4 separate regions of the Mus musculus genome follow, and all the other regions are linked to region 4. A link is a contact called in public HiChIP or PLAC-seq data. All regions are on one chromosome and are shown on one strand. The core of a region is the stretch at or near the end of the contact, and the rest is flanking DNA. Distances in the headings are between cores, read along the strand shown.

The links. HiChIP or PLAC-seq counts read pairs in DNA pulled down with a chosen protein or histone mark.
Region 1: an H3K27ac HiChIP or PLAC-seq map of embryonic stem cells shows a contact between it and region 4, with 11 read pairs. The contact joins the promoter of Smim38 here to the promoter of Fgf4 in region 4. A contact is called at or near these places in 1 of 39 promoter capture datasets (pre-B cells), 1 of 115 datasets of contacts at active chromatin or transcription factors (embryonic stem cells) and 1 of 9 other capture datasets (liver).
Region 2: an H3K4me3 HiChIP or PLAC-seq map of embryonic stem cells shows a contact between it and region 4, with 6 times the contacts expected there. The contact joins the promoter of Cttn here to the promoter of Fgf4 in region 4. A contact is called at or near these places in 2 of 115 datasets of contacts at active chromatin or transcription factors (bone marrow-derived macrophages and embryonic stem cells) and 1 of 9 other capture datasets (liver).
Region 3: a contact with region 4 is called in an H3K4me3 HiChIP or PLAC-seq map of embryonic stem cells, with 16 read pairs. The contact joins the promoter of Ppfia1 here to the promoter of Fgf4 in region 4. A contact is called at or near these places in 2 of 39 promoter capture datasets (cranial neural crest and hippocampal neurons), 1 of 484 Hi-C or Micro-C datasets (embryonic stem cells) and 4 of 115 datasets of contacts at active chromatin or transcription factors (embryonic basal ganglia and embryonic stem cells).

What each region holds. Positions count from the first base shown.
Region 1 is chr7:145,205,006-145,211,416 of GRCm38.p6, forward strand. Smim38 (small integral membrane protein 38) reads right to left here and starts at 3,114. Exons shown (of 3, transcript NM_001369202.1): 1 at 3,021-3,114; 2 at 1,924-2,000; 3 at 818-1,576. The coding sequence starts at 1,003. The coding sequence ends at 848. It also overlaps a transcript of Tpcn2 not described here. RefSeq lists an enhancer at 1-2,691.
Region 2 is chr7:144,466,489-144,473,321 of GRCm38.p6, forward strand. It overlaps Cttn (cortactin), which reads right to left and starts at 4,447. Exons shown (of 18, transcript NM_007803.5): 1 at 4,201-4,447.
Region 3 is chr7:144,550,137-144,557,667 of GRCm38.p6, forward strand. It overlaps Ppfia1 (protein tyrosine phosphatase, receptor type, f polypeptide (PTPRF), interacting protein (liprin), alpha 1), which reads right to left and starts at 3,593. Exons shown (of 32, transcript NM_001195086.1): 1 at 3,383-3,593; 2 at 2,134-2,397. The coding sequence starts at 2,397. It also overlaps the pseudogene Gm35626.
Region 4 is chr7:144,857,308-144,864,297 of GRCm38.p6, forward strand. It overlaps Fgf4 (fibroblast growth factor 4), which reads left to right and starts at 4,079. Exons shown (of 3, transcript NM_010202.6): 1 at 4,079-4,525; 2 at 4,925-5,028; 3 at 5,458-6,990. The coding sequence starts at 4,198. The coding sequence ends at 5,634. RefSeq lists promoters at 1,960-4,082, 3,645-4,082 and enhancers at 6,552-6,990, 6,628-6,977, 6,733-6,738, 6,965-6,990.

The DNA.
Region 1 (6,411 bases), core at 1,864-4,363, 350 kb after region 4:
TTGTGAGCCACCATGTGGTTGCTAGGATTTGAACTCCAGACCTCTGGAAGAGCAGTCGGGTGCTCTAACCCACTGAGCCATCTCACCAGCCCCCAGGTGAGTCTTCAAAACAAAATCTTTAAAGCCATATCACCAATCGCATAGGTTCATCTCATGACAACAAGGCAGGAAACTGAGGCTCCGATAGGCAGAGAGATCTCAGAGCCAAAGAACTGGGCTTGAACTCCAGCTCATGAGACCATCTAGAGACCTACCCTAAGGTCTTCTCAGGGAAACTGAGGCAGCTGTCTGTGTCCAGTGACCGGTTAGGACATTGGAGATCCATGACAGCACTTGCCTTGGGAGCAATGATCATGGCTGTCCTTGTGGCCTCACCTTACAACCCCAGCCTCTTACAAAGAATTAGAGATAGGGGAGAGCCAGATATTTCCTAGGGCACACACTGTCATGGGGGTCTAGAACCTGGTAACAATGGTCGCTTTGACAGCCTGTGGGTGTGCAAACACTCCCGTGTAGGGATAGTCCCAACTAGTCTGAGCAGGTGCTTGCTGGGATTCTCGGAATCTTGTCTCTTCTACTGCTCTCTGGTTTCAGCACACTGGATAGGACATGAGGATCATGCACCTGCCTGGCTGGTGAAGGCTAGGGAGGTTAGCCCAACCTAGGGGATCTAGGGGGCAGGTGTGGAGGGTTGTGGCAAGGGAGAGTAACAGTGTGCTGCAGGAGGGTGTCTGTGGCACTTGACTGATGACAGGTGGGTGTCCCACTACCTCCTGCCAACCCACAGAAGGATGATAGAGCCACAGCACACAACCTTCTAGATTGGGTCTTTATTGTGCCCCTTGGCTTACTCTTCCTTGGGTTTGCCAGGATGAGGCCGGGCCAGCCTATAGTCCATATAGGTCCCCAGACAGGACCACAGTATGAAGCGTACCAGGAGAATGACAACCAGGAGCACCATGAGTGGGTCAGAGCCAGCAGTGTCCCCCAGCCAGGAGGCCATACTGAGGAGGGAGGCCACCATGCAGGGTATAGCAGTAGCAGCAGCCTCGCTGGAGCCTGATCTCAGCCCTGCCTGCCTGCCTGCCGGTGGCCCCTTCTGAAGGACAGATCCGTGCAGTCCACAGCCAGTCCTTCCCACCGCACTGGGCCTCCCCGCCTGTGAGGAGGACAGTTGGGGCTATAGGCGGCCTCCTTGGTCAAGAGGCCCGTGTACCATTCATGGGGAGCTAAGCACTCCGTGCACCGACAATGGCAGCATTGTCCAGAGGCCCTGGCCGCGGGAGGCCTGCGGGAGCCCGCCTCCCGTGCTGTCCCCGCGGCCCCTGCCTGCCAGGCTGACGTAATCCCCAAACATCTCCCGGCGGCAGCTGCAGGGCGAAGCGGCCGCCTCCTCCAGGCCTTTCCGGCTGCCGCAGACAATCGAGCCCTTTCTCTCCCCAATTAGCTATCACTTCTGGAGGCCAGCACGGTCCGAGGCTGGGCGGGCTGTACAGCAGCAGCAGCAGGCCCGCACCGAGCAGGGGCCACGAGGCTTGCAGGGAGGCCCGGCCCAGCAGGGAGGGCGGCAGGGAGACTGTGCGATTGAAAAGAGGAGAGAGGCACAGAGAGGGGGGGAACAGTCGGCTGGAGCCCAGAGGCGACCCCAGACATGGCTCAATTAGCACACAGGCTGTGCGCTGAGTCCCTAAGGCTGCCCCAGCCTGTAGTAGCATGGGGGTAGTCAACACAGACCGCCCCAGAAAGGGTCTGGAACCTGGAGGAGTGGGTTTAATCTCCCTCTCACAACCCCGGGAGGGCAACCTCTAGAGATGGGCTGAGCACCACCTACCCCAGCTCCATAGGAGGTTTATGGGAAGGAACCCCTATAACCCACTTCCAGCTTCCCACGCAGGGCTGTTGGCTGATTAGCCTGGGACTCACTGAGTGTCGGTGAGGAAGATGCTCACTTCCTTAGACCTCAGGTTCCTCTCTGGGAAATGAGGTCAGAGCCCCCTGCTCTGAAAGACAAAGAGAGAATACTTAAATAGGCCCAGCACCCTTAGAGCAGCCGCTCTGAGGACACACCTCCAGAATTTTCCAGAAAAACAGCATCTGTCTGCCAGTTACATGTGCTCATACATACACGTGTGACCACACGCATGTGAGGACTCTGTCCCCCTGTGTGAGCTACTCTGGCCCGGACCCTGTCCCCAGTCTGGCCCCTCACAGCTGAGGTCTCCTTAGATGAAGAAAAAACTGGCTTGCTCTCCCCTACTTCTAATGCCAACCCTGTGTCCCACTAAGCAGGACCTCACCTGCAGCCAGGGGCACTGGGAGAAGTAAGAATACTTGGCCACAGGGTCCTTCCTGGACTTTCAGCCCAAGTTGTCTCACCCGGAAGCAGTCCAACAAGCCATGAGACATGCAAGGGGGCCTTCCACGTGGAGAATTGTAGCCTATCACTGGTCGCCTCTCTCTATTTCTGAACTCTTTCCTTCATGGCATTAAGAGTATTCACCCTGTATAGCCTTTCTAGAAGATTTCAAATAACGACAAACACAAAGGACTGGCAGGCAGCACATCATAGAATGGGAAGTGGAGATTTTGAGAATGGTGCCAATTTGAGGATTCCACAACACTAACGCCAAGTGTGCCAGAGGTATGTAAGTTCCCTGTGTCCACCCTCCGCCTCTCACGCTGCAGTTGGTACATCCCTGGGACTGACCGAGGTTGTCTCCCACTCTGCAGTGCCAGGCCACCCAGTCCAGCACTCAGGACAACATTCTTGAAACATTCCTGGGTTTGCTTTTCTAACGCTCCAAATGTAAGTGAGGATCTAGAAATTAGGAGCCAGGCCTAACCAGAAATTACACCAAACATTTCCTCCTCAGGGGTTTCTGGAATGTCTCAGACAGAAGGCTTTGCTCACTTACCAAAGGAACCCAAGTGAATCTGGGGTGAGAGTCCCCCAATGGATGCCACCATGCTCTTGGGAAGGGAAGAAGCCAAGGGCTTACCTTAGCCAGCATTTCACTCACCTGAGAGGCCACATCTCCGGGTGAGGCTTTCTTGGAAGCCGAAGCTGTCTGACTTGAGCATGGCCACCAGCTCGGGCCTATTACTGGTGGAGCCAAGGTGGCCTTGAACAAAGCTCTGTGTTTATCAAGCACACCATCAGATAGGGAAAGTCAATATTGTCCCAGGTCACATGGCATCAAGACACAGGAGACTCTGGGGTCAAGGAGGCCTGACCCTTCCTGCTCATATGCCTCTGGGAGTCAGCAAGCATAAAGTCTGCCGTGTGTCCTTCAGGGAAGCAAGTGTTGGCCCTCCTAGCTGCTCCTAGCAGAGGAGGTCAGTGGGATGCTGGAGGATGAAGTCAGGGAGGATGGAGAAAGCATAGGAAGAAGCAAGACACAGATGGAGACAGTAAAGACACAGCTTCTCTGCCTGGAGGACACCAGGGTGCTCTCCACTGTGGTAAAAGGGACTCTCTGAGTCACCCACAACTGATGATGAGCATGGTCTGTGCTCTTCCTGGTCCACTAGGGTCTCGCCAGCCTCGGTATTGGGACCACAGGAACTGTCCCCTGGGCAAATTTTTACCAAACCTTGACCATACAATAGATGGGCTCTTGGTCCCCTGGACTAACTCAAGGGTACACAGCCACCAGACATCCCCAAATTGGGTGGAGAAGGCCAAAAGTCAACCCTCTTTTTATGGCTTCCTCCATCCCCACCTTCCTGTTTCCTAGATTTCTCACCGACCTCTTGGACCACCACATCCAGAATCACCTGCTATTGGACACAGCTCAAAGCAACATGAAAGACCCAGAGATAAGTAGTGTTTGCTATGGTATTCAGAGTTCAGTCATGAAGGCTCTTGTCCCTTGTCACAGAGAACAGATCAGGGGACTCTGGCTATCTTCAAGGCTTGAAGAATCCACAGTGACTTCCTACACCTACATGTTCAAGCATTGAAGTGACAGGGACAGGTCCTTGCTCACTGTTCCCTGATATTTGCCAGGTATAAGTCCAGTCACTAGTGAGGCCAGTGGAAGGCTGGTGTGAAAAGCAGAGGGGGTTCCAGCTCCTGCCAACTGTGGCAGTGAGCTTGTGATCTTTCTGACTCCATGTCCCCAGAGCTGGGATCATAAGAGTGTGTCACTATACTTGGCTTTTTTGCACAGGTTCTAAGGATAAAACTTGAGTCCTTACTCTTGTGTTGCCAGCTCTTTACCAACCAACCAATCAACCAAACTGTCTCCCCAGCCCAGTGCTCACTTCCTTTATATCCTGGCCCCTACAGCCTCTGAAGTCTCCCATGTCTATATCATGACTCTCACATGTCCCCTGGTTTCATGTGGTCCGAGGCCTCCAGGGCAGGTTAAAGGAAACCCACATTGCATTAGACCTGATTCTGCCAAACTGTGCTGCCTTGAGCTGGGCTAAGAGTAGGCCTTCCCAGCCAGTGTCAGTAACTACTGTTACTGGCATTTCTTCTCAACATTTGTTTTAAACTATATTTATGGGTGTTTTTGCCTGCATGTATGTCTGTGCACTATGTGTGTGCAGTGCCCACAGTACCCAAGAGGACATTAATTCCCCTGAAACTGGAGTCATAGACAGTTGTGAGCCATCATGTGGGTGTTGGGACTGGAATCTGGGTCCTCTGAGAGAGCAGCCAAAGCATTTCATGGCTGAGCCATCTTCCCAACCTGTTGTTGCTGGAACTTCCAACCCCAATAAGCCCATATAAAAACTATGCAACTTATATGTTTTAAGACTAGATTGAGCAGATCTAACACTATACTAACTTATTCCCTAGTTATAAGACTTCTTGTTATTTGTGGGGGTTTTTGGCCATGTGGTTTGTTCTATCGTGGCTATCTCTTCTTTTGTCTTTTATCCTATTCCATGAGTTCCTGTATCCTCTCTTCAAGGTTCTGCTTCCACATTTTAATTTTTTTCTATATTGTAATTCTGATATTGTGATATTTATTTTATTTTGATTGATTGATTGATTGATTGATTGATTGATTGATTGATTTTAAAAGATTCTCCTCCAAGCCTTGCTTCCAATCCTCATTATTTTCTCCCTGGCTCTCAGTCTGACCTGTGAGCTCTTGAATCCTTTATTCTAGCATCTTCTCCAGCTCCTGTCTTCAAACTTTATTTTCCTCTCTCTGTTGCTTATCATGACCTATAAATTTCTGTGCCTTTAGTTCTAGTGTTTCCTCTAACCTGTGTTGCCAAGTCTTAAATTTCTCTCTATATTGTTCATTCCGCTCTATAAATTTCCATATCTTCTGTTCTAGGCCTAGCTTCCACAATTTTAATTTTTCTTTATGTTGTAATTTTGATATTGTAGCATCTACCTTATTTTGATTTACTAATTTTAGTAAATATCTTTTAGAATCTGTTTCTAAATTTTACTGTTATCTCTTTGTTGTTTCGTCTGATCTATGAAATTCTGTATTTTTGTTCTAGCATCTTTTCTAGCTCCTGTCTCCAAAATCATTACTTTTACCTTTTTTGCCAAGACCAGACACTCAAGCTGAATGAGGGCAAGAGAGCAAGAGTGGGAAGAGACGGAGAGAGCCTTGCAGAAGTGTGTGGATTACAAAAGAGGAAACTGTAAACTGTTTCCAAGGTGGAGCCTAGGCAGCGAGAAACCCTCCCAATCAATGAAAACTCCGTGGCCAGCCTACGTCTTCCCTTAGAACCCTAACCCCAAACTCTAGCCACAGTGGGGCCTGCTAGTGCATGTTCATGCCCATAAAACAAGAACTAGGGAGGTAGAGCAGGTCATAAGTTCAAGGCCAATCTGAGCTACAGTATCAAACAGAAATCAGTATCAAAAACCCAAAGGAATGTGGCAGAGTGGCTAAGGCACTTGCCTCACAAGCAGGAGACACAGTGTAGGTGGGTGTGGTGGTCTGTCTGCAACACCCCCCTATTGTCAATCTCAGTTTGCCTGAAAGACTTTCCTGTCTCATTGACTAAGATGGAAGAGGGCCAGAGAATACTTCTCAACATACATGCACATACATGTACCACACATGCAAGCCTACACACACTCACACACACACCGCATACACGCACATGAAAATAGAGGTGGGGCAGCCATGGTAGCAGTGGGCACCTTATAATGTCAGCAACAGGGAAACTGAGGCAGGAGAATCAGAAGCTCAATGCCAGCCTGTATTACCTAGGAAATTGGCAGCCTGGGCTACATGAGACCCTGACTTGGGAAAGAGAGAGAGAGAGAGAGGGAGAGAGAGAGAGAGAGAAAGAGAGAAAGAGAGAAAGAGAGAGGGAGAGAGAGAGAGAGAGAGAAAGAGAGAAAGAGAGAAAGAGAGAGAGAGGGAGAGAGAGAGAGAGAGAAAGAGAGAAAGAAAGAAAGAAAGAAAGGAAGGAAGGAAGGAA
Region 2 (6,833 bases), core at 3,197-5,696, 390 kb before region 4:
CTTTCCCATTCTAATGTATGAAGGCGGAGGGCGACAGAACTCTGTCACTGCATTTAGAAACCGAAGCCTGGCATGGCAGCACACGCCTATGACTCCAGCTGCGGCAGAGACAGGACAGCCTGCCTCTAAAAGCTAAAACATGAGCCAGCACAATGGCACACACCTGCGATCCTAGTGCTTTGAGGTAGAGGCAGGGGGACCAGAGTTCTATAACTCCCATCCTTAGCCAGCCTGGGCTATGTGAGACCACCTTTAAAAAAACAAAACAAAACAAAAAAACAAACAAACAAACAAACAAACAAAAAACCCACTAGTCACAGCCCATTCATCAGGGCTGGGAGATGGCTCAGCAGATACAAGTGCTTGCTGCACAAGCCTCATGACCTGCACTTGATCCCAGAATCCATGTGGAAAGCCAGATATGGAGCCAGTGAGCAGCAATGCTGGGGTTGAGACCGGGGTCTTACTCCACAAACACTCTGCAACCCAGCCATGTCCCTAGCTGTATGCTCAATGTTCTCAACTTCAGAACCACGAAAACAACCAACTGAAAAATAAGTCTGTGTAATCTGGGATCTAAATAAGGCCCCTGTACCCATCTCTCACACACCAAAGGACTGAAATGAACATGAATGCTTCTGACTGCAATTTGCTGATAACATCTCAGATGTTATGTTAAGAACACAAGGATATATATACAGCCGGGCGTGGTGGCGCATGCCTTTAATCCCAGCACTTGGGAGGCAGAGTTCAAGGCCAGCCTGGGCTACAGAGTGAGTTCCAGGACAGCCAGGGCTACAGAGAAACCCTGTCTCGAAAAACCAAAAAAAAAAAAAAAAAAAAAAAAAAAGAACACAAGGATATAAAAACAGAATAAACACACTGGGAAGTACTCTGTGTATGTCTTTCTGTCTGCCTTTATGTGTCTATGTGTATGGATGTGTCTGTTTGTGTCCATGTATGGGTCTGTGGAGCAACAAGTGTGCTGTGGTGTGCTTATGGAAGTCGGAGGATAGATAGCCTGAATCTTTCCTGCCACATATGTCCCAGGGACTGAACTCAAGGTGTCAGGCTCAGTGGCAAGTGTCCTTTGCCCACTGAGCCTTCTCATCTAAATGCTCAAATGTTTTTTGGTTCCTCAAAAGATAACCACCAGAAAACCAACAAGAACCTGTATGGCAGCATATAAACTAGAACCCAGCACTCAGGGCGCTGAGGTGGAGGCTGTAGAGTTTGAGGCTAGCCTGGACTACAGAATGAGACCCTGCCAAGAAGCAAACACGTGACAGGATGACCTGTGGAAGAAGAATGGTTTTCAAATAATGGATTCCGAATATATAAAGAGCACTTACTAATCATTAGTTAAAAAGATAGCTAACCTGTTTAATAACAAAGATGCCAGGCACAGTGATAGGGGACTGGGGGAATGACACTTAAACATAGGAGCTCAATGGAAGGATCTCATCTCAAAACAAACAAAAAAGGAAACGGAGGAAAAAGGCAGGGCTGGAGCTCATGGGTGGAATACAAGCTTTGTGTGTTCGAGGCTCTGTACTTGATCCCCAGCAAATGGGATGTGGGGGGTGCTGGCAATGTGGGAGGAGGGCTGAGAGGAGAGCTAATCAGGGGAAATTCGAGGCTAAGATATCCAGTTTCGTTCTTTTCTAAAGGACAGAGCAGAGCGGCCCAGCTTGATAGTGTGTGCCCACAGCCTATAATCCCAACACTCAGGAGGCAGGAGGATGGCTGCAAGTGTAGGGGGCATGCTGGTGTACGTAGTGAGTTTCCGGTTAATCAAAGCTATAGAGATCCGTCTCAAATGCATCCCAACCACCACCAAAAAGGGAGTGGGAGGGAGGAGTAGAAAGAGAGACACATACAGACAGACAGACTCCAGGTTTGTTCCTAGGCTGGCCAGAACTCCTTGGTCTTAAGGTCCTCTGCTTCAGCATTCCCAGCCACTGGGACCATGGGCATGCACATTCTATGTAGATCTCTGAGAAGGCCAAAACTGTTTGTGGTGATGGCTGTACAACTCTGAATACATCGATAACCACTGAACCCTTCAATCGGGTGATCACGTGTAGGGTGAAATATCAATAAAGCTGATAGAAATCAGACGGGGACAGAGAAAGCCACTCAGCCCCACACAGCCAGCACGAAGCTCAGTCAGAGAGGACCTAGTCACAGGATGGAGGAATCCACCATCTTGAGGCCCTGAACCTGATACCTATAGCGCAGCGGAGCAAAGGTGGCTGGGTCAGGAGTTGTTATGGAAAGGGCAACCCCCACCCCATGCCTATGGAGGCCAGTGCACAGACGGAGTAGGCTAGCCTGCCCAGGACTCCATTAAGAGACAAGCTGGTAGGCAGACACGACCATGCCCAGGACAAAGACCAGGGGCACAAGGAGGTAAGGATGCTCAGGACGGTGCGGAGTTATGCCAGGTGCCTTCCCGACTAACAGGTCAAAGTCTGAAGGGCCAATTAAATTCCCTGGCATTTTACAAGGTGTTAAAGGCATAACTGTCATAAGCCCTCAATTAAAGGTCAGCTCTAGGGCCAGGGCTAAAGTTGGGTGGAGAAGCTGTCTAGCAAGGCCCAGGGTGCTCTGGAGACCTAGTACCACAATCAGTTCTTCAACCCCACCTCTGCACTCTTCTACATCTGAAGCTCCCACAAAAGCTGCTTCTCCCTCCTTCAAACTTCTGGTGACAACCTTCTCAGTCAAACAGAGAAGCAGTGTTGACTCAGGGCCTGAACTGGTGACTCACTCTGGGTGAGCCAGCAGAGGCCTGACCCCTGGTGGACGCTGGGGGAGGGGGGTGGGGGGTGGGCTGTAAGTTCTGACTGTGAGGGTCTACTGGGTGGTGAGGACTTACTGGAGCTTGGGCTACTTACTGGCAAGGCCCAGGCAGTGCAGCCAGGGCAAACCACTAGGAAGGGCTAAAGCCTCTGCTTGCTTCACTGGGCACAACAGGGAATTCCTTCTCCCTGGCCACAAGTCCCCATCCCTCACACGGACCAAGAGGAAACAAAGGAACATACCAGGCCCAAACACCTCTGCAGTGACTGGGCACACACCCAGGAGGAGGGGCGGCTGGATTCCAGGCTCCTTAGCTCCAGGAAGCAAGCTAGGCGCTTGGATTTCCATTGACCCCATTGCAAATTTCCCTCAGGTGCCCAGGCCTTTCCTCAGATGTTGGCCTCTCAGCCCAGTCCTGAGGACTAGAGACCAATGCTGGAACCCGGCTGCTCAGCCTTACCAACTTCCTACAGGTCCTTGGACCCTCATAATTCCACTGGGTTCTGGAACCCCAGGCTCCCCAGGCCCACCAGCTTCCCCCAGGCCCTCATCATTCCACTAGATTCTAGAAGCAAAGTCCCCTTACCCCCACCAGCATCTCCCAGGCCTCAGGTCTACATTCTTTTCCCAGGTTCTGGTACTCTGACTACCACAGACCCATAATTATGCACTCTGACCTAGAACACCCCAAACCGACTTAGCACTTCATCCTGGGTTCCTGCTCTGAAACCCCACCCCTTTCTTTATGTCCAAAATTCCTAGGGCCTGTGTCCTAGGGCCCGCCCCCTCAGAGCCAGACCGGCTGTGCACCCCTAGCTACTCCACAAATGACGGGATGAACGGCTCAGCATTGGTGTCCGAAACCTCCGATCCTTGCCCAATACCCGGGGCTCCGACGTCCCCATCCAGACCCTGCGACCCGGGACTTTGAGCCTCCAATCCTGGCCCTACACCCCGAATCCCGAATCCCAGCGCCACACCACAACCCCAACCCCCCGATTTCGGACCCACACCGCGAACCCTTGGCCTTGACTCTGCACCCCGGTTCCCCCTCCTAGCACTGCACTCCAACCCCCGATCCTAGCCCTGCAGCCCGGGTCCCGACGCCCGACCCCAGCCACACACCCCAAGTCACAATCCCGGCCCCACACCGCGAACACCGGGTTTTGGCCTGGAATCCTGACTCAGGGGTCCCAGCCCTACACTCCGAGGCCTCGACCAACAGATCCTGGCCCTGCACCCCTGGGCCCCGACCCTGCCCCGCACTCGGATCACCTGGGCCCAGTCCAGACCCTGTACCCCAACCTCCCGTCCAGGCCCGGCACCCTGACAACTCATCATCCCACACCCTTCCTGTCCCCCAGCAGCTCTCTAGGACGCCCATCCCCCGCTCACCGCACCAGCAGGGTCCACCAGGCTCCCGCCGCGCCCCGCCGCTCCCTGTGCCCGCTCACTTCCGGTTCCGCGGAGGCGGGGCCGCATCCGGGGCCACGCAAGATCCCGCCCTATTCCAGGCCGTCCCCGCCCCGTATTCCTGTTAGCTGATCAAGAAAGCAGGATACACAGTTCCAGGACTCATAGGCAGCTCGGCCGCCAGTCAGCTGCGGAGATCCGATTTAGAAACACCCGTCAAGCCCTGTCCAACACACATTCACCCTCAACCCAGCTTCCAACCATGTATCCACCCTGCAACTCTCTACCCACGCATGGATCTACACAGCATCATTCACTCCCCTGTCAATCTTCTACCCACCAATCCACCAATCTGTCCTTCTGCCCATCTACCCATACACCCACTCATCTAGCCATACATCTGTTCATCCATTCTTCCATCTATCTGCTTCCTATTGTGATCAAAAAACTGAACCCTGTCTCGAAAAACAAACAAAACAAAACAAAACAAAAAGAACTGATCAAATACAGCTTGGGGAGAAAACTGCTTATTTGGCTCATAAATTATAGTCCATCACTGAGGGAAGGAAGTTAGAACAGGAACTCAGGCAGGGCAGGAACTGAAACAGAGACTATGAAGGAGTGCTGCATACTGGCTTGCTCAGCCTTTCTTTCACATCCCAGGTCTACCAGTGTAAGGGTGGCAACCCACAACGGTGGGTTGGGCCCTTCTGAATCAATCAGTAACCAAGAAAATGCCCCCACAGACTAGCCTACAGGCCAGTCTGATGGCAATTCATCAACTGAGGTTTCCTCTTCCAAGATTACTCTAGTGTCAAGTTGACAAAAACTAACCAACATGTCACCTATACACCCATGTGTCAACCATCCATCTACTTATCTATCCATCCACTCATCTATCTGTCCTAGTTGACATTAACTGTCAACTTGAAACAGCCTAGAATCACATTTTTTTTTAAAAAAATCTCAAATGTGTACTTGTCTTATTTAGGTTATTCTGTGGGCATGATTGTCTTGATACAGGAGGGCCAACCCACTGTGGTCCATCCCTAGACAGGTGTCCTGGACTGTATAACAAAGCTAGCTAATAAGGCAGCGGCCAAGTGGATCACTTAGAGGCCAGTCTGGTCCTGATCAGCCAAGTGAGGGATTCTGTCTCTCCTGCCCCCCTCTCCAGAAGGAGGAGGAGGAGAAAGGAGATGAAAGAGGGAGGTTAGGGATGTAATTCAGTGGTAGAGTGCCTGTCTAGTATGTACAGGGCCCTGGTACCAACCTTAGCACCACAAGGCAGAAAACAAAAGGCTAAACTGTCAAAATTTATGAATAGATCAGGAAGGAAAAAGAGATGTCAGGTGTCAGAGGAGAATGTTCCCATGTGTGTGTGCACAATTCACATGTAAGTGTGCATTCAACTGCATGAGCACACATACAGAGGTCCAAGGACACATTCTGGCATCTTCCTCAGGAAGGCCACTCACTGCTTGAGACAGGATCTCTCTGGCCTGCAGTTCATCCACTAGGCTAAGCTGGCTGGTCAGCAGGCCCCAGAGATCCTCCTGTCTTTGCTTCTCTGCTGAGGGGATTGCAAATGTGCACCACTCCACCCACCATCCTCTCATTGGTTCTGAGGATCACACTCAGTCCCTCATGCCTGCAGAGCAAACACCCAGCCATCTCCTAGCATAGGGTAGTTGTTGTTGTTCTTGTTGTTTTAGTAAAACCATGGTCTCAAGTGTTTTGTTAAATAAAAACTACAGGCATCATTTTATACTAAGTACCTAAACCGTGCCCAACAAGTGGGGTCAGTCACTTAAGCTAAGTTCCACGTACCCAAGCTGAAAAGCCAAGCTCTATTCTTGAACCAGGGACAGTGGTGTGTGCCTGAGTCCCTGTGATGGGGCACCTGAGACAGGAAGATGGCTTTTGCCTGAGCACCATAGTTGAGAACTCACCTCCAAACCAGAGATTTGTTTACCCTTCTGAGAAGAGGTAGCAGCTAGAAAATCAGTAACTTCCAAATCACACAAGGACCCCCCTCTTGCTGTAACTCTCACATGGGAACAGCTTAGAATCAGAGGTGCAGGTCAGTGAGATGGCTCAGTGGGTAAAGGTGCCTGCCACCAAGCCTGACAACCTGAGTTCAATGCTAGTAAAATAAGTAGCCCACTGTGTGTCTTGGTTTCTTCAAACTATTCACTGGGGTGTACCTCAAAACTACCACCAAACAAACAACACAGCCTTCTCCCCTCAGCTCCAAAGAACTACTGACTCAACAAAGTGCTGCTATATTCTAGACTCAAAGTCAATTAAGATCCATCAACTAATGAATAATTTGCCCCCATAATATTCACAAAAGCCTGAGGTCAGAAGAACAAGTGAACAGTGTTTTCTGGCCACAGCAGAACTGCTGTACTCAAGAACTCCTAACAGCTGTAGTTGCTGGCACAAGATTAAGCCAATCAACATCCCAGAATGGACTGGGGATGGGGCTCCCACCACTAGCTCAGGAGCTATTGGCAGTTGATAGCTGCTGGAGGGGGTAAGACTGGTTTTGTTGATGGTATGGTTCCTGGTAGGTCAAGTAAGCATGCACACCCATCCACCCACCCACCGAG
Region 3 (7,531 bases), core at 2,343-4,842, 310 kb before region 4:
TACTGTATTCATATTAAATAAAGAAAGAAATCTTAAAGAAAAAACCTTCAAATTAGAAATAGACAATCCAATCAACAAACAAGAACTAAAAGCTTGCTCGGCGCTCCCTCATGTACCTGCAGAGAAGCTGCTGCACACTTCTCTGCAGGTGGCTGCAGTCAAGAAGCCATCTCTCCACCTGGAGCTCTACAGCACATAACAACAGTTCCTCATACTGAGGGTGACCATGTGGTTGTACCAACTGTCACCACAACCACTTTTGGCAGCAACTCCTGAGGCTGGTGTCCACTACAATTCCACTCCTTAGAACACTCCAACAGAAACACACACAGCTAGTTCTGCACCTCCCAAATGCAAAAGTATCCTAGGAAGATTAGGACCAGGGTCAGCCTCAGGGGTCCTGACTGCAGAAGGAACAGGCAGGGCCCATCTACACAAGTGCTGCAGGGCAAGTAAAGGTGGATCTCACAAGTCCAGGGAATGGTGAAAAGACAAAACATACAGATTTCCTATAGAAAGTCAAGCATGCGCAAAGGAACCAGTAGTGAAGAGCTGGACCACATTAGAATGGAGGACAGTCACTGATGGCAGGAAGCAGGAGAGTTTTCACAGGAGGCATGGTCCTATCCATACCTTGATCCAAGCTCCCCAAGCATTAACTGGAGAGCTGGCTGAGGCACACACTTGTGGCCTGTGCAGTCCTCATGCATGCTCCAATGTAAGTACACTGACTGAACATACATGCCCATCTGGTCACATTTTTAGCTACCAGAGGACCCTGATTCCAGGAAGTGAATTATCTAGAACAAGTTTACTCTGTGACACTAGACTCGGGTCAGATATGATGTAACTGTGGACACAAGCATGTCCTACATTTGATGAGGCACTGCAGAGCAGCAAGCCAGCACAACCTAGCAACAGGTGAGACAGTTCTCACTGCCTGAAACTCACTACCCACAACACCCACCAGCTCTGCCTCCCCTGTGCCTGTTCTTTCCAAAAACCTCAATGTTGACCAGCCACTGATGCAGAGTTGAGCTGCAACAAACCCAAGTGTAGAGTAGAGCAAGTAGGACTCATGACCTCCTGAAAGCCTCTTGAGTATGAGGCAACGGAATCTGACCTAATTAACCTGCTCATTCCTAAGACTCCAGGAAGAAAAGACAACTCTCTAGTCACCAAACAAAACCCCTCAGCACACAACACTAACACCAAATTACTGTTTCTAAAAAGGACATTCAAACATTTAGTCCCATCTCATAGAACTGACTTTACAGCTGAGAGATGCATCAAGGCACTCATTACTGACTTGCTAACTGATATCTGCAGACACACCACAAGAGCGTAAGTGCAGATTCCTTGAGCACCAAGGAGACGCCCATCATGAACCAGTAAAGTGGGCTGTCAGCAGGAATCTAAGCAACCCCTGCTCCACATGCCTGCCTCTCACCTTGGGCTTTGCTGGCTATACTGCCTTCTCCTTCCTATACCACTTAACTCCAAAAGAGGAGGCTCTAGCATACCAATCTAAATGTGATACTAAGGACACAGTAGGTATTTCAAGCTCTGAAAGTCTCATCTGCCTGGGAAGAGGAGCCTCAGGATTCAATTTTCAATCCTTTCTCCCCTGAAACAAAGTTTAGTTACAGCTCACAGATGTTCTGGAGAAAGCCTGTATAAATTTTTCCCATGAAATGAGTTCTATTTATCCACAAGATTTCCCTAGGAAATTGGAAGTCCACAAGACATAAACCAGGGATAAGATAAAAAAACCCTGAGATCCACTCCTCACAGATCCACAGCAGACAAGGACAAGTTTAAGACAGAATGGGACACTCAACACAGCTCAACTGCTTCATAGCCCCCTGTCAAAAACATTTAAGTGCTTTCCTAAATCTAGGCAGTTTCCCAAAGAGGTATGACAGTGGAGTGGTGTGGTCACATGGCTTTGGTGGATCCCCATTTTTTCCCCTAAATTGAATTCCTGAGAATTTTACCAGTGCTCAGAAAACATCAGAACCATCACTTCCCAAGTGGTTACACAAAGCAGCCAGCAAGCTAATACACTAACAAGACAGTCCTGCAGACATTTAAAGGCAGAAACCTTCCTTGATTTCAGTTTGATGGGCATACCTGTGGAAGTGCAGTATTGAGCTGCCTCTGCAAAGAATCTCTTTCATGACCAACTTCATGCAACTTCCCCTGGGTTAATGCCAGTGTTTCTTGTGTCTCTCTTAGTGTGTCCAGAAGGCGGTCCCGTTCTTCCAACATGGAAACCATGAGCTGCTCAAAATGCGAATCAGCATCTGGCTGTGAAGGGGAGCCTGACCCATGGCTCCCACCTCCTCCTGGAGGGCCTTCTGCTTCACTAATGGTCGGCATCACCTCGCACATCATCTTGAAAAAGGAACGGTACAGACCACAATCAGTAGGTGCAGAACAAGAGTTTCCACAAACCTGCAGCTTTCTGAGCACCACCTGTGGCTAATGAGAAAAAGGCTGACAGCCCCAGAGCTATCCGTGACGATCATCCACTCTGGATGCACACACTCTGGGAAGTAGCATGCACAGGTCAATATAATGAGCAGATTGGGGGAGACAGTCCTGGGAGCAAGAGGAGCTGGGATGCTCACCTCCAACCAGTGGGGGTCTGTTTAAAATCCACATTTAACAGCTGAAGACAGTTTCCTCAGGAAGAGAGATTCCAAACAGTCCCTCAACCACAGAAGAAGACTGGAAACTGACAAAACACCAGCACTATGGACCCAAGCATCCTCCAGGAATGTGTGCAGTCAGCTCCTGGGAAGGACTAGCAGGCACCCTGACTTGTGGGGCTGGATATTTGGTGATCAGCGGAAAAAGCAACTGGATTGGCTTTTTAAAGTCTGGACAGAAGTGTTTAGCAAAGGCCTGCTGCTGTGTAACGGTTGGTCAGCCAACCCAACTTACATAAGTTCACAGTCAAAGACAGGGGAAAAGAACAGAAAGAGAAAATATACCCACACTGGGAATCTAGGAAGTCGGGACAACAGGGCTAGGTTAAAAAAAAAAAAAAAAGGAGGAGGAGGAGGAAAAGGTGAGATGGAACTAGAGATTGCATGCTGTCAGGGCACAGGGTGGAGGATGAAGCAGAAGGCGCTGCAGGTGCATCTGAGCAGCACCCGCTGCCCCGGCCTGGCTCAGCTGACCCCACAGCCTCACTGCCCCCAACCTCACTTACTCTGGCCAGTCTAAGCGAACTCGGACCTAACTGCTATCAACCCGTTTTGCCAGGCTAGCCGCAACTCTGCTGGCTCTGCTGACCCCCGCACACTGACCCTGCCGACCCGGCCCCACCGACCCTGGCCCGCCACCCAGCGCGGCCCGCTCCACCCGCCCTCACCTTGGCCGGCGGGCGCGGCTCCGGGGCTATGAAGCGGCCTTCGGGCGGCGGCCGGCTGCGGGCCGACCCACGCAGCCCCGCGGCTGCGTCCTCGCCCGGCCCCCGGGCCCGCCGCCCCGCTCGTCACGAAGGCCGGCCCGCCGCCGCGGGACACTAGCGAGCGCAGAGAACCGGGCCCGGCGCGTCGCCGGCGTCAACGTGCCCGACGTCCGGCGCGTCGGCGCGAGCGTCAGCACCGCCCCCCGCGGGAGAGGTTGGCCGCGGGGCCGTGCGCATGCGCTAGATCCGCGGTAGTGGGCGGGCGGTCTATCGGGAGATCCAATTGGCTAGTCCTCGCTTTAGCCCCGCCCCCGGCAGGCCAACCCCCTGCGGAGACAGGGCGACCGTGGAAACACCGGTAAAGATCTCTGGCAGGTGTGCGCAGCTCGCAGTCCTGCTTCCGTGCTCTCACGCCAGTGTGTGTGTGTTGACGTCACCCAAACGCCGACGTCACCTGAGCACTCGCCCCCCCCCTCAAAACCCAAGACCTCTGGGGAGTCCCGCCGGACCACCTGCAAAACCGGAAAGTGCTGACAGGTCGGGCAAGGTACCTTCTACCTCTATGCCTACCCTTCAGAAGTCTGAGGCAGGAGAATTACAGCAAGGTGGAGACTCTGCCTGTAAAATACAAACAAAGGCTACTGCCATCAACCCTGACGACTGAGTTCGAACCCTAGGACCCAGAAGACCTGCAGTAGATCCTCGGAACCTACATAGTCCTGAATGTTGTCCTCTGACCTGCACACATGTATCGTGTGGGTGCATACATGTGCTCACATTCACACGCGCACACACAACAACAACAAAATGTAAGGGCTCAGTCACTCTTGCAAGTATTAGAACCTAAGTTCCATTTCCCAGACTCCACGTAAAAATAAAAAGCTAGCTGGCCTTGGTGCTACACGCCTTTATTCCCAGCACCCAGGCAGATCTCTGGGTTCAAGCTAGCCTTGTCTACATAGTGAGTTTCAGGACAGCCAGGAGTACATACTGAGACCTTGTTTTAAAACTTTTTTTTTTAATTAACGCCAATAAAATAGTCCAGAAACCAAAGCAAAATGATCATCAACCATAACTGAAAAGCCAATAAAACTTTCCAAAGGCCAAGGCAAGAATACTGTCGACTAGTATAGGCTACATAGAGAGCCAGGACAGTCAGGGTTACATGGGCAGATTCCTGTTTCAAGAAGTCAGTAATTAATTACAAAGTCAAGTTACAAGTATAACCAAGCACAATAGTGCCCACCTGAAATCCTAGCACTCAGAAAGCAGAGGCAGGCAGGCAGATCTCTGAGTTTTGCCCGATCTATATAATGAGACCTTTTTCCACAAAACAAGTCAGAATGTAAATAGAAGCAGCAAAGTCTTTAAGGACTATCAGCCACTGCACACAAGTTCTCAGTTGCCTTGATCTCAGGTTTGGATTTGAGGAAATGCTCAAGCCAGACGTGGTGGCGCACGCCTTTAATCTCAGCACTGGGGAGGCAGAGGCAGGCGGATTTCTGTGTTCGAGGCCAGCCTGGTCTTCAAAGTGAGTTCCAGGACAGCCAAGGCTATATAGAGAAACCCTGTCTCAAAAAACAAAAACAAAAACAAAAACAAAATGCTCATGTCTCCCCAGAGGTTCCTGCCAATACAGCCATCTCCTAAGAAACTGATCCAGGACCAAACACAGCTCAACAGGGCATACTGTACTGGGTCCTCTTCCACAGTCAGCACATGTATGAAGCTGGCATGGCAGAAAGCTAAAGAAAACAATGCTTCTCCAGCAAGTTTCACCACAAGCTAAGAAGCTGAGCTGCCCTTAGCAAGCAGTGCATGCTTTGCAAGATGTGTGAATGGGGAGGTGTAACCACCCTTAGCAACAGTGCATGCTTTGCAAGATGTGTGAATGGGGAGGTGTATCCGCAGAGAGATGTCATCCTGCTGGTCCCTAATGCTCAGAGCTCTTCCCCAGCTTTCTGCCTGTGGAAATCCCAGCTCCCGCTGATTGGCACCTATTCTTGCAGACCATAAATCAGCAGAGATGGATGTGAAGAACAGAAGCTACAGGACCATTGTCCCTCTGGATCGCAGAGACATGGCTAACACTCACAGTGGTTTAGTTTTTTTAATCCCATTTGTCCATGTCTCTGTGTCTGTGTATGTCTACACATGTGTATACTACAACATACATGTAAAGGCAGGAGGACAACATGCAGGAAACATTTCCATCTTTCTATCATGTGGGTCCCAAGGATTAAACTTTGGTCATTAGCCTTGGTAACAAGTGCCTTTACCTGCTGAGCCTTCTCACTGGTCCGAATTTTATTTATTTTAGAGGCGAGGGCCCTTTGAGACAGGCTAATGTGCAACTTTCCACACACTTGTCTCGACCTCCCACGTGCTGGGATGACAGATGTGTGCTATCATGCATGGCGTTGTCAGCCCCCTCTTTTTTTTTTTTTTTTTTGGAGACAGGGTTTCTCTGTGTAATTTCATGTGCTTGAGTGTCTGTCTGTCTGTCCGTAAATATATATGCACTGGAGTTACGTATAGTTGCAAGCCGCCATGCAGGTGTGGGTAATGGAAATGGACAAAGTCCTCTGCTAGAGCTCCAAGCGCTCTTAACCACTAAACCATCTCTCCAGTCCCATCCAAGCACCACACCTTTTTTGAGAAGAGGTATCAAGTGTCCTAAACTAGCTACAAAGTAGCAGAGGCTAGCTTTGAACTCCTCCTGATAAATGTCACAAGCATGTGAAGATAACCACTCACCACCACACCTGTTGCATGGCTTCTCAGTCCCAGGCTGAGGAGTTAGGTTCTAGGAGCTCCTGAAACAAAAAGGCAGTGGACCTGAGCGTCTTCAGTCCTCAGGCAGTTCCTCCTGCCTGGGCTAGACTTTATTGAAACCTTGCTCACGGGCAAGTCTGTTCTTCCTTGCTGGGAATGTGGTCTGTTTGGGTTGATCTGGAAACACAGATATCTCTAGATGGAGTGATAACAAAAACAATTTGGGGCTAAAGAGGCCACTCAGTAAAGGGCTTGCTGGGCAAGGCTGAGGACATGAGCTTCTTCCAAAAACAAAACAGAATGAAGACAAAATAAAAATCAAAACAAACAAACAAACCTGGGTTTGGCCGAGCAACTATGTAATCCCAGCCTGAGGCAGTAAAGACACTGGGATCCCTGGGGCAAACCAGAGAACAAGGTGCCAGGCCTTCCTCAGGATGACACCTACACAAGTGTCTACACACATAAAAGTCACATTTGCAAAGCCTCATCCCAAGAGCCCTGCACCCTTGAAATCCCATTATCCCCAACTTCATACTATGTTCTCCTGGCCACTCCTCTATCCCCCAGTGAGTGAGGATTGATGTCAGTCAGCTAGAGCCTTGCTCTCCTTTGCCCCGTAGCCTAGGAGTTGGTCTGGGCATCTGCTTCTCATCAGTGAGATGTAAGGTAAACTACACAGAGTATTCTGGAGTATGTCTTTCCTGATAAAGGGTAGTAGTGCAAAAGTCCCTTCCCTCCTCCTTTGGGACAGGCTCTGGAAGGCTATTCTGTGGCAGCCATTTTGAGAGCACAAAAGAAAAATACTGTTGCTTTGCCTTCATCCCTCACTGCCCTAATTGTACTTGTCCTTGAGGTGCTACAAGAGCCCCCAGTGTCCTGTCAGTGGACGATGCTGTCACACCCCCTCCCCCGCCACATTGATCTATCTCTCTCCTTCCTTCCTTTTGCTCTTATTTTGTGAGAACTTGAAGGTGAAGCCCTGCATTCAAGGCTCACACTATTCCAACTCCCAGGCCTGGAAGTTGGCTGTTGAGTTTATCCCCCACAACTCCTATCCTAGGCCAAAGGATAAAAATTCACTCACTCTCTGCAAGCATTTCTTGTTATCGGCCTCGCACTTCTGAGAGGAGAAAATAGCCCAGATCAGAAATCAGTAACAGTATCTCTGGCTGTCCATTCAGAAAATTCCTTTCCACTGTCTCTCAGGAAATTTCCCACTCCCCCACCCCCACCCCCCTTTTTTTTCTGGTCCAAATAGCAAGAAAAGTCAAGCAAGAAACTGAGAAATTAAGGAAAACACCACTGCATTTTTTTCAGGAGAATTAAAACTAA
Region 4 (6,990 bases), core at 2,829-5,328:
TCCCTCGAGTCCCTAGAGCCCTAAGCTCTACCGGATGTGGCTCAAAGGGGTGGGGGTTGGGGGGGGGAGAATGAGTCAGCATTTGAGGGGAACACAGTTTCAGTCTGGGGAGATGAGCACATTCTGAGACTAGATGGAGGTGCCCGCACCCCAGTACTGGGCGTGTTTGGGTCGGAGTCAGTTCTCTCCTTCCACCATGTGCGTTCCTGGGCTTGAAGTCAGGATTGAGGTCCTCAGTGTGTCTTATCCAGAGGGCAATCCTTTTTATTTGTTATTTTTGACAGGGTTGAGACAGGGTCTCCCTATGTAGCCTTGGGTAGCCTGAAACTCTAGGCTAGCCTCACCAGAGATCTACCTGCCTCAGCCTCCTGAATTCTAGGATTAAAGGCGAATACCACCAATTGAGGCCAAATTTGTTTTTTGTTTTGTTTTAATGTTAAAATATTAGCTGATCTCCCTCTCAGTTTGGAGGCCTGAAGAGACGTGTCAGCTCTGAAGCTCTCTGCAGACCCACCTGCCAGGCCTTCCCCCTCCCCCACCCCCACCTGACTGCATAATGACTTTGCTGAGGCTAGAAGAAGGATTTAAACTGGGAATTTGTAAAGTTTACCCTGGGCCCTGCCCAGAGGAGAGCCTCCTCCCCCCCCCCTCCCGCCCAGAACCCAATTTTTATGCACTCCTATTCTTATGACGATGAAGCTACTGAACTTACTTAACAGCTAAGCTGGCTACCAGGAGAAGTCCTGTTCCTAGGGAGAAGTAGTTATTCAAGGGAATGGCTCTGGGACTTTGTAAGGAATAGGTCATGCAAGGTCACACTCTGAGGGCTAGCCTGGGCTGGACTGCAGGCTGAAAGGTGTCCCGCCATGGGCTCACCTGCCAGTCTCCACTCACAGCCCATTGGAGGATGATTTTTGTGAATGCTCTCCACAGACCTTGGCTATTCCTCAGAGACCAACCCTTGCTCTCAGCCAGGCCCAATCTGAGGAACCTACCATCAGACTTTTCTCAGTCTCTTCTCAAAGGCCCCCTTCTGCCTTTGCTGGCACCATTTGGTTCTCAACTCTCTTTGTTGCTAAGGGTAACCTTGAATTTTTGATCCTTCTCTTGCTTCTGCATCCCTCCCGCCGGGATTGTAGGTGTGCACTACCATGCCTGGGTTATTCAGGGCTGGGGATAAAACCTGGGACATCACGTGTGGCAGACAAGCACACTACCAAATGAGTCGCATCCACAACCCACAATGGCCACCGTTTCTTGTGCTCATTTTGTAGACTGGGACATGGAGAACCATCCACAAGTGAAAGGTCACATGCAACAACAGGCTGGTGGCTGGACTTGAACCCAGAGCTGGTGGTTGCAGGACTTCCCAAGTTCATAATAGACTAGACATTCAGGGGTGTGTGGCAGGGCAGGAGGTTGCCCAGGACCCCAACTCAGATAAGCCAAAGTCACAATATCCCATCCTATCTCTCCCAGGCACTTAAAGCTTCAGCCCCTAGCCTGAAGTCATCAGCAAACTTGCTCCAGGCAAGCCAGTCTTAGCCAGTAGCCACTGGTCCACAAGCATCATTTAACACTTACTGTGTTCCAAGCCCTGGAGGCAAGAACTGAGAAAGACCCAGATCTGTGATCGCACTGTGATGGTGACAATTTCAGCAGGGGGAGGGGCAGATAATAAATGGAGCCTTGTTTTATTGTTTTGGTCTGTGTAGCCCTGGCTATCCTGGAACTGAATCTGTAGACCAGGCTGGACTTGAACTCAGAGATCCTCCTATCCTTGCTTCCAGAGTATTGGGATTAGTATGCCACCATGGCCTGGCAAATGAAGACTTTTGTTTGGGTTGTTTTTCTTTCTTTCTTTCTTTCTTTCTTTCTTTCTTTCTTTCTTTCTTTCTTTCTTTCTTTCTTTTTTTTTTTTTTTTTTTTTTTTTTTTTGGTGTTTTTGAGACAAGAGTTTCTAGACCAGGCTGGCCTTGAACTCAGAAATCCGCCTCCCTCTGCCTCCCAAGTGCTGGGATTAAAGGTGTGCGCCACCACTGCCCGGCGTTGTTGTTTTTCATTTTGAGACAGGATCTTATTTTGTAGCCCAGGCTGACTTGGAACTCAGGCCAGCCTCAAATTCAGAGATACACCTGCCTCTGCCTCCTTAGTGATGGGATTAAAGGCGTGTGCCACCACTGCCCAGCCACAATAAGATCCTTTAAAGGTGTGAATTGGCTGCAAGTGGAGTGAGTGAAGGCTCACAGGCTTGGGGAGACTGAGGTCCTAGGGCAGCCTAAGGTGGAGGAGTCCTGAGCCAAAAGATCTCTGGATCTTCCCTGCAGGGAAAGGGCTGGAAACTGGACAGGCATGAGGTCGGGGTCTGGTGGCAGACTGGGGTTAGTCCCGGAGAGCCCTATCCTCACCCGTGCTCTCATATTCTCCCCAACACTTCTGAACTTGGAGGAGCCGGAAGCTGGAGGTTCTGGAGCCACAGCCTGGAGCAAAAAGCAGGCCCCAAAGCAGTTTGATGATAGTGCCCAACCTTGGTCCTCCTGACTACTAACCACTGTCAAGAGCACCCACAGGGTGTGGTGGCCAGCAGCTCCTTCTGCAGTCACAGAGTCAGGGATGCACTCCCAAATTGAGTTGGGGTGGGGGGACCTGCCTACCACCAGGGCAATGATCTAGATCTGATCCAGCCTGGGCCCAGCCCCAGAAAGGAACACCCAGGAGTGCCCAGACTAAGGCCTGCAGCCCTCCTCCAGTGACACAGCAGGGGATCTAGGGAACCCTGTTACAGGAAGGGATGTTTCTCAGCAGGGTGTGTGTATGCATGCTTATGTGTGTACATCCATGAGTGTGTGTGTGTGTGTGTGTGTGTGCGCGCGCGCGCGCGTGTGTGCGTGCGCACACGTGTTCGTGGGAGCCTGTGCACAGCTGACTTTGCTCCCTAGCAAGCAAGGCCAGCAGCAGCTCTACCTGCCACTGGAGGATGCGGTTATCCCAGGCTGCCAGGTGCATCAGAATGCCTCATTAAGGGATTTGGAGACATGGTGTAATCCCCACTAAGGGATAGATAGATGCTCAAGTGTCTCCTCTAGGTCTCAGGACCTGGCTGCATTTCCGTTGGTGTTCTGAGTAGGACCAGGAATGATTGGTGCAAGCCCAATGACAGAGGTTTGGCAGAAGGAAGCCACAGCTCCCAGAAGCTCTGGTCCAAATTACTGATTCCTCGGTGAGGGGGTGCAGCAGGCTCTTCGGCTCCTCCATCAGTGGCCAGGTCACCTGCTGGCTCCAGGTTCCTCAGATACCACAGAACAGGGACATTCACACCTAGGAGAACAGTACCAGGGTTCTGCCCAGTTCACCCCCATCAGGCCAGAATGGCCACAGTTGGGTGTGGGGGTGCTGGTGGGGGAAGGGACCCTTCCAGATCCTTAGAGTTTGACATGCTCCTGGGTTGGGAAGTTCTGGCCTCCACACTTGAAAATCTCTGGGGAACTGATGCCCAATGTCTTGCCAGCTTTCTGTCCTTGCCTTGGGTTACCTAGGAGGAAAGTGCGGGTCTCTGCTGTCCCTGAATGTCCTCAACCTGAGTTCTCTTAGAAGCACCCACTCCGTAGTTTAGACTTCCCATCACCTGGAAGACCCTTAAATTTCCAAGCCTCTGGGGCCAGACCAAGCCTTGCCTCCCTCCCTCCGATCGTGCCCTACCTCCCGGCTCCCTTAGAGTTACACCCTGATAGCCAAGCCACAGTGTGACTTGCCTCCCACCGTCAGCTCAAGCCAGTCCTTGGCGCAGCAGAAAGGTTCTGGCGGTTCACCAAGTGTCCCGCAAGGAAGGAGCACAGGAGATGCCCTGGGGAGCAGAGAGCCAAGGGGCGGGATCAACAGGTTCGAGTGCGGGGCGGAGCCAAGAGTAAGGGGTTGGGGTCTCTCCAGGTGACAGTAGCCACCGCCAGGCCCGCGCCTCCTCCCCCGGCGGTGATTGGCAGGCGGCCTGCGCCCCGGCTCCCAGGCGACCGACGCCCCGCGGGGCAGGCGAGTAGGAGGGGGCGCCGGCTATATATACCACTGCTCCGGAGGGCTGGGCGCGCGGGGACTATCCCGCCACCGTTGCGTCCCTATTTGCTCTCGCTACTTAGGTCTGTGCGCAGCACTCACCGAACTCACGGCCCGCAGCTCGAACTCACGCACGGCCCGCGGGCCGGGATGGCGAAACGCGGGCCGACCACAGGGACGCTGCTGCCCAGGGTCCTGCTGGCCCTGGTGGTGGCCCTGGCGGACCGAGGGACCGCCGCACCCAACGGCACGCGGCACGCAGAATTGGGGCACGGCTGGGACGGCTTGGTGGCCCGCTCGCTGGCACGCCTGCCGGTGGCCGCGCAGCCCCCGCAGGCGGCGGTCCGCAGCGGCGCAGGGGACTACCTGCTGGGCCTCAAAAGGCTTCGGCGGCTCTACTGCAACGTGGGCATCGGATTCCACCTGCAGGTGCTGCCCGACGGCCGCATCGGTGGTGTGCACGCAGACACGAGGGACAGTGAGTTCTGGGCGCGCCGAGGGGATAGGGTCCCGGGCAGTAGTAGTCTCGGGGGCTGAGTAGAGTCGAGCTCCCACCCCTTGGGCTCCAGGACTGAGAGCGCACCCGGCGGCCGAGCCCCGCCTCCCGCCTTCGGAAGCCTGGTCTCTCGGTGCGGAATTCCATCGCCTTCACCCGCCCGCACCCACGGGAGCCCGGGACAAGCGCCCAGACTGAGGCTGGACTTGAGGGCCACCGGTAGACAGGAGATGAGCTCTTAAAGCTTGCTTTGGGGACCCTGGGCTTTTCACCCCAGCATCGAGATCCCAAGAGGCTTAGAGTCGGAGGGTCTGTGTGGGTCCAGGGTCACCTAGGCTTTTCTGACCTGCGATCCCTCCCCCCCAACCCCCGCCTCCCCAGGTCTTCTGGAGCTCTCTCCGGTGCAGCGAGGCGTGGTGAGCATCTTCGGAGTGGCCAGCCGGTTCTTCGTGGCCATGAGCAGCAGGGGCAAGCTCTTCGGTGTGGTGAGTGCCAGCGGGTCTGGCTGGGCCACCTGCTCGATACAGTGTGCAAGACTAGCGGGATTGTAAACCCTTCACCCCACACATACACTTGTGTGTTGGTCACAGAGGACTGGCAGTAGGATTGCCAGGTCTCACGTTTTCAGTCAAAGTAGCCAGAGCCAGGCTGGGTTTCTAGACCAAGGGAACTACCCCATCCAATTTCCTCCTGAGTGAGGTACTTACTGATTGGGGCGGGTGGGGCGGGGAGAGGGGTACTCCAGCAGGAGATATTAAGTTGATAGGGGCAAAGCAGGTGAGCTAGCTATGCCTAGCGTGGACTTATCACCTCTTCGAAATCTGGGACAGTTTTGACACTCCGCCTACCTAAGAAAGATCTCTTGGGTCCCGATTGCGGCAGGTCCCTGGCTCACCCAGTACCCTCTTTCCCAGCCTTTCTTTACCGACGAGTGTAAATTCAAAGAAATACTTCTGCCCAACAACTACAACGCCTACGAATCCTACGCGTACCCCGGTATGTTCATGGCCCTCAGTAAGAACGGGCGGACCAAGAAGGGGAACCGAGTGTCGCCTACCATGAAGGTAACCCACTTCCTTCCTAGACTGTGACCCTCCGGAGCCCTGCCTCAGCCTCGGAAGCACACCCTACCCCTCAGGAGGAGCACTTTCTCTCGATGGAGAATTGTTTGCAAAAAAACTGGTCTAAGATATTTAAATTATTTAAATATGTATATATGGACGCCCAATTATTTATAATTTTATGTATTCTCATTTTCGGGGGGGGGGATATGACCAAAAGAACAAACAAATTGCAGCTCAGACCTCTTTGGAATAGCGGAACAGACTTCTTTCTTCACTATCAAAGATATGGGTGTGATGCTGTTTCATGTGTGCCTCTAAAACTTGGTGACATCAGTTTCCAAGGGTGCCTGGCCTGTAACTGGAAAGGCCTGCCTGGGACCTCTGAGGCAGTGAGAAGGACCCTGAGCGTTCCCGATCGGGAGCATTCTGCCGTCGCCGCTCCCTCTGCTTCCTTTGGTATGAACCCTGTCGGATCGGTTTACTCCAGGGACAGAAGTCCTCCCGCCTCTGTTTTTAGATCTCCAAGACTGATCTTTGAACTCTCTTGCAGTCAATCATCTTCTTGGACCTACCGGATAGGAGACCCTTAGACAACTTTATAAACTCCTGTTTGCCATTTTTGGACTGGCCAACAGGGCACGTTGCTTGTAGCCACTGGAACTTTGCTTTTCTGGAGAGGAACTAGGAATGGACAAGAGGGTGTGTGCGCTCGCCACAACTCAAAACTCTGGGGATGAAATTCTGTTTTGTGATAGAGGATGATTTGTTGGGATATAACAATGTATTTTGCAAGAATCAAACTGAGAAAAACAGGCTTCCCTGAATATGGGAAGCTTTGTGCTGGAACTCCATAATTTAAGGGTGAGCTGCCCTTTCCCACCCCAGGCAGCCTTTATGCAGGCAGACTGCAGGAGTCCGAATTCCGGTGCTGCCCCAAGGTGAAGGAATTCTATCCCCATCTACCTCAGAGTTCCTGAGACCCTGGTGACTAAGCTGGAGGCTCTGCTGGGTGCATCTGCCTGCTTCTCTTCCACATGTAGTATCTGGACCCTTGTCACGTTCCAGCTATCTTTACCCAATGATTTACTTTTAGTAAGGGGTATTCATGGTGAAAATATGCACGACCAGCTGTCGGAGTGCACTATATGGTCACCAAGTCAAGTAACCCTTATATTTTTCTTTATATATTTTACGAATGTAACCCCTGTCACTGAGACCAAAATGGAAGAGCAGGGTCGGTGGCATTTAAAAAAAAGGGCTGAGGTGAGGGAGAACAATTAATTTTAATGAATGACTTTGGAGTTTATACAAAATGACCTTAGCTCGCTTCAGGGAATGCTTCTCCCCAAGATGTTAAGACTCTGCTGGGAGACTTCTGAGCAA